Regions from separate parts of the Rattus norvegicus genome. Here region 2 is linked to region 1. The links are chromatin contacts, called in public Hi-C maps. All regions are on one chromosome and are shown on one strand. The core of a region is the stretch at or near the end of the contact, and the rest is flanking DNA. Distances in the headings are between cores, read along the strand shown. Region 1 overlaps Unc79 (unc-79 homolog, NALCN channel complex subunit). Region 2 holds the start of Prima1 (proline rich membrane anchor 1).

Evidence for each region. A called contact is a pair of places that touch in the nucleus more often than the background predicts.
Region 2: a Hi-C map of Schwann cells shows a contact between it and region 1, with 7 times the contacts expected there. The contact joins the promoter of Prima1 here to the enhancer-like site in region 1. A contact is called at or near these places in 10 of 12 Hi-C or Micro-C datasets (the A7r5 cell line, Schwann cells, frontal cortex and 5 more) and 1 of 1 datasets of contacts at active chromatin or transcription factors (oligodendrocytes).

The regions. Positions count from the first base shown.
Region 1 is chr6:128,054,914-128,057,859 of GRCr8, reverse strand. Unc79 (unc-79 homolog, NALCN channel complex subunit) reads right to left here. Exons shown (of 51, transcript NM_001271253.2): 42 at 1,875-1,985. Among named protein-coding and RNA genes, the nearest start is that of Prima1, 98 kb to the left of the region's middle. Within about 2 kb of position 1,424, at least 39 of the 93 cell types and tissues checked have an H3K27ac peak or open chromatin away from gene starts, as enhancers often do. A contact at or near this core is called in Schwann cells, where this site is marked.
Region 2 is chr6:128,153,163-128,156,108 of GRCr8, reverse strand. It overlaps Prima1 (proline rich membrane anchor 1), which reads left to right and starts at 1,473. Exons shown (of 5, transcript NM_001108721.2): 1 at 1,473-1,544; 2 at 2,154-2,276. The coding sequence starts at 2,184.

The DNA.
Region 1 (2,946 bases), core at 175-2,674:
TTTTGCATTAGTGATTACCATTCACTTTTTATCAAGTTTAAGTTGACCGGATTTTCCTTTTAAATGAATAAATCTCTTTTCGGGTTGTTTCTTCAATCCTTTATATGTGTATAAAATGGAGTATATACTCTTATAGTATGGCGTGTACTCTAATGGTCCCTGTCTCACAATTTTCATATTCTTGGGAGAAATATCATTTCTATTTATTGACTCTCCTAATCTAGTCCCTGGTAGGTGTTTTTACTTGGGCCGAATTGAGTTTCGACCACTTAGGCTCCTCAGGGTGTTAGCCTCAGGAGTCATGCTGGGGCTGGCTGCAGGCTCCTCTCTCCAGAGATGCCTGAGGTCTGTTTCTGAGCTTCCTTCCGCAGAGACACAGAAGCTGAGCACCTGTCTCTGGAGTAGCACCAGTGTCATGTGGCTTCAGCTTGGCCGCTGTCGCAGTTTGCAAGTACCATAAATTCCATTGCTCTTTTCAGTGATCTGCCTGTGCTTACTAATTTGTCAAAGGATATAAGATTAGTTCTCCATCAGAAGGCTTAAAACCCATAGCAATGCTTGTCACTACCATATCACAAATGTATTCCTCCCAAACTGCCCTTTACCCAGTGGACAGACAGCCTTCAACGGTTCTGACTTCCTGAGAGTGATGACCTGACTCCAACTCCTGCTATGGAACTGAATAACGCCATCTCCTTCTCTTGTGTGGACATTGGCACTCAAACCGCTGTGCTGTTAAGACAGCAACTCCCCGACACAGTCCTGCTTCTGTGCTCCACGTTTGGGTTCTCAAGTCCCTCTTCCTTTGCTCTGTTGTTCTTATAACACCAAACGTACATTTAAAGTAAATGTTATAAAAGTATTACTATATTTCATCCAAACTCTAGTCTTTTCAGTGGGGGCGGTTCTGGATTTTCTAGACTGCCTGACGATGTCACCAGGGTTCTTTATGTTTTCCTGTCTTCTTATCGGATTACATAAGGAAGCGTTATTAGACGGAACCCTTTTAGAATAAAATGACTTCTAAAAATAAAGCATTTTTACTGAATTTGGGACTGCGTTTTGTATATCCACTTTTTTAAGCATGAAAGAAAAAGGGGGGTTGAGTTACTTGTCAAAGAGAATGTCCGAGGGGGAAAAATACTGTCTTGAGAGGGAGAAAATATATGCCCCAGGCAGGACGGTAAGTAGCTAAGGATGTGAAAGGCCAAAGAGAATGTTATCGAGGGACACATAGCATGGCGGAGTGGGGGCAAGTTGGTGAGAAAGATGGCTGGGGAGCTCTTTATAAATAGAAAGAAAGCTTTGTTGTAAAATGGGAGTTTTCGGAGGAAAAGAAAGGGCTCATAGAAGGAGGAGACAGAAATAGAGAGGGCTCTGCATGTTCGGGAGGAACCCACAGAAACAGAGGCCCATTGAAAACAAGCTCAGGACACTGAGCCTTAGAAGGGAGCATTGAAGCATTGTCCTCAGGGTGGGAAGGATCCCACTTTCTCCTGCTGCCTGCATTTCCTGAGGCCAATGCCTACCAGCCACGATAAGGCCGCCATAACTACTGGACAGGAAGTACCCTTCCATTTTCTCAGGCGTGGGAGACCAGCAGAGGAACCCTGAGGAAGATTCTCATCTCAGAGGCTGGGACAGAAACACGGGAGCATTAAGGATCGGCTACCCGCTAATGATGCGCTAATGAACCTGAAAAGGTCCATGCGAGGTCACTTAGGCCATTAGGAAATGGCCTCCACGTGGCCTCCGTCTCCAAATCTGTACATTCCAGAACCAGCTAATGTATACATGTGTAAAGCATCCAACCAGACCTTGACGGGGATTGGCCGCTCTGCCTCTGGGGTCCTGGGAACACAGAGGAGGCTCACCTTTGTGAAGGCTCTGTAGCACAGGCCACACAGCTCCACCAGGTAGGCCAGCGTGAAGACTGCATTCTGAATGACAAAGCTCAGCAGCTTGGAGAAGGGCTCCAACAAACTCTGCAAAGACAGAGAGACAGACAGGCTGTTTGCTTCCTCACTCTGCAAAGGCATTAATTAATCTTTTTTTTTTTTTTTTGGTTCTTTTTTTCGGAGCTGGGGACCGAACCCAGGGCCTTGCGCTTCCTAGGTAAGCACTCTACCACTGAGCTAAATCCCCAGTCCCGGCATTAATTAATCTTATTGACCCTTAACTGCAAGAGTTGTTTTTTCAGAGATCCAGTGCAAGCAGCTGTGAATAGCCATTCTGTTGGTCTAAAAACTCAACCAGCAATTCAAAGAGAATGACCCAATCACTTTATTGCTCAAAAGATAAAATAAATTAAAAAATAAAATAAAACCTCTCATTTTCTCATGAAAATGAGAAATGGCCCTGTCCTCATGCTAGGCTGGCAATCCCATCTCTGTGAGGCTGTGTTAGGACCACTCAGTCTGTTCCTCTAGACCCTTGAGCAGCTGTGGCTCAGATCCACACAGTTATACTCTTGAGGAATGTCCCATGTGTATCTCCAAGGCCCATGAACTCAGCCACAGTTCCTGCTGCCCAGTTTCCTGCAAGTATTCATCAGAGGGAAGTTGCCTGTTCGTTTCCTTATCTGAGCCCTACCCTCAGGGCCAAGTTTTAGTCTTGCAGGCTTTCACAAGTCACTCATGTTTTGTAAGCACCCACTGAGTGCCAGGCAGTGCTTCTCCATTGTTTGTTCTATTCAAAGTTCTTCTGGCAACTCCAGGAGCCAGGGAGAGCGCAAGCTCTAGCACTTGATTTTGCCCTTCTTAGTCGGAACCTTGGGTCTGGATACAGACATACACAGTGCATCTTTTATTAACAATATAAGAAATTAAAGTGCTATGTAACTCTTCAGAGCCATCCATCTTAACAGCCACACTGAAAACAGCACTTCAGCAAATATGTCCATATCAAATGTTCACCTCAGTGTTCTTCCTTAAAATACATTTCAGA
Region 2 (2,946 bases), core at 224-2,723, 98 kb before region 1:
ATGCCGGGAGGAGGAGAGGCCTTGCTGCTGTGCTCTGATGAAGGAAGCTCCCGGAGAATTGGTCTGAAACCTGCTTTGCGAAGCACTTTGTACTTAAGTGTGAGTTTACCTGGAGTGACTCAAGGGCGCCCTTGGAGACAGCCAAGGGGAACTAAGTAACTTTCTTAACCAGTGGGCTGTGATATCTATCCTCCACTATAAGCCTCCCTTTCTGTCATCCAACCCCAGACAGGACTGCCCAGCTCTTTGGGACTTTGACTGGAATTGTCACACCCCCACCTCCCCGGAACATCAATCAGAGCACTTAATAAAGCGCTATCACCAGATGAGCAGGGCGCCTGCATGGCGCCTGGGAAGGTTCCTGTGAGGTAGGAGCAGCAAGCAGCTTGTTTGAAGGAGATCCAACCAGTTCCTTCCTGAAGAACCGACTTGTTGATAATTTCGCATCCAACAGGAGTTTGCGGAAAAACTCTGGGTCCCTGAAACGTCGCAACTCCCCCTAAGACGCAACTGAGTAAAGAGAGAGGTCTGGAGGGCATGACAGCCAAAAGGAGGGAGGTCAGGGTCAGGCACATTGCTGGGAGGGCTAGCCAGCACCATCCCAGTTCGGCACAAGAAGAACCTGAGGGGCGTCCGCGATGATTGCGGGCAGAGGGGTCCCCACTTGTCAGACCTTACTACTACCTTCCCGCAGCCTGCAGGATGAACTTGAGGGAAGGGCAAGCAGAAGCAGGTTGCCACTGTCACTGGGAGTCCTCGGCCTCTAGGGTGAATAAATAAATTATTAAGCGCCCAATACACAATAGCCTCGCTAGATGGAGACGAGGAATCACTGCAGCGGCGCTGGCGGCCGCGGCAGCGGGGAGCGCGGGCGGGAGCGCAGCCCGGGAGGGAGGCGGGCGAGGCTCTGGCTCCGCTCACGTCTGTTTTCCTTTTTCGTGCATTATTTATTTCGCCTCCGCCCGCGGCCCTGCTGCCGGAGCGGGTGCTCCCGGCCGGCGCCTCTCGCCCGCTGCCTCCAGCGGGCCCCGGGTACCCTGCGCCCCGGGTAGCCGCTCGGCGCCACCGGGAAGGGCGGGGACCGGGGCGGCGCAGGGACCCGTGGCCGGGCTGAAGGAGGACTTGTGCAGCCGGCTAGCGGAGGATCCGAGGACACTTTCCCCGCCCTCTGCCTGGGCAGCCCGACCGGGACCACGGGTTCAGAGGTGACCGCCTTTCCCGGCCCGCGCGCGGCCAAGCGGAGCCTGGAGCCCCGTGCGAGCGCGCCGCGCCCCGGTCTCCCAGATCAGCTGCCCTGGAGGCCCACGCAGCGCGCAAACTTTTGCTTCAGCGGCCCGCGCTCGTCCTCTGCAAGTGAAGCCCCCGAGCGCGCGCGCAGCCGCCAGGGTGAGCTTGGAGGCCCCGCCTAGAGGGCGGGGGACTGGGGAGGCGGCTGGCTTTAAATGGGGGCTGTCCAGCCAGCCGCTGAGAACAGAGCTGCCGTGGGGGGAACCCTGAGCTCCCTTCTCCGTGTCGACGATCGGTGGGGGTCGCCACCAGGCAAGGTGGCGTGAGGCATCGGAGGGGTGCGGGCGGTGATGGGGGCGTGCAGGAAAACCTACGCCTTCCTGGGAGCAGTAACTGGGGTTTGGGCGGCAAATGGGGACACACACGGAGGTGCCTATGTGACAGTGTGCGCAGTGAAGTCCCTGGGGCAGGGAGACTACACGCAGCGAGTGATTTGGTGGTACTGTGCAAGCAGAGTCAAGGAGTGTGCGGGCGGGAGTCGGTGGCGGTGCATGGGGGTCACAGTGCGTGCGCGCGCAGAGCGAGTGATTCTCGCTGGGTTTGAAGTCAGAGTTGTGCATGACCGTTTATTGGGTCGTATGAGGTTCAGTAAGTGTGTTTGGATGTTTCTGGAGGTGTGCATAGGATCAAGGTGTGCATGCAGTATTCTGAAGGGGCAGAGGTGTGCGCCAGGATAGGTAGGGCGTGAGTTCTGGGAAAGCACTGAGAGTCAGCAAGTATGTGCGCGCGCTGGAAGGAAGATGAAGACTTGATTTGCGCAGGTGCCCCAAAGTGCGGGGCAAGTGAGTGCTCATCGCGTGGTTCTTGAATTGATGCTACCGTGCCTATGCAGTGTCCACCTGACTCAAGCCTTACTCCCTTGACAGTTAGCTCACCAGTGGGCGCCGCGGGCCGAGATGCTTCTCCGGGACCTGGTGCTGCGCCATGGCTGCTGCTGGCCCTCACTTCTGCTGCATTGTGCGCTGCACCCACTCTGGGGTTTAGTTCAGGTGAGAAGCGGGCAGAGGCCTCCTGGGAAGGGGGTAAAGGTCACTTCAGAGCTCCCGCTACAGCCACCCACTGAGTGGTCCTGGGGAGACTTGAGGAGAAAGAAAAACTGGTCAAGTCTAACGTGCTCTGACCCTGGAAAAATAAGAAACTTCTCAAAGAGCCTCAGCTGTGGTCTAAGGCCTGCAGGACTGAACTTGATATAGGAAGGCACTAAGACCTCATAGTGAACTCAACTGCAGCTTTTAGGGAAAGAAACGAACTTATAAAGAACAAACAAACAAAAACAATAACAAAAACAAAAAACAATCCCATAGTGGTGCCTTGTTTCCTACCAGATTAGACCTCTAAACTTCAAATTAGCCTTCCAACTTTCTTCAACCTGGAGTGAGGGCTGTGCTTCTTATGAGCAGAGGCTGGGGAGGTAGATGGTGACCCACCATTCATGCAGAATACAGGCTGTCAAAATGGCCAGAGGACAAACTCTCACCTTTGGCCTCCCAGTCTTCAGGGCAGAGACCAAGCAAGCAGCTACCAACTCCAATTACTCGAGGCGGAGAAATGATTGCATAGGATGTCCTCTAGTCCTGCCCAGAATCCCTGTGCTCCGCTCGGTCCTTTACCAGCAGAGTGACTGAACAATGGGGTTCTCTTTCCTGCTTGTTATGGCGT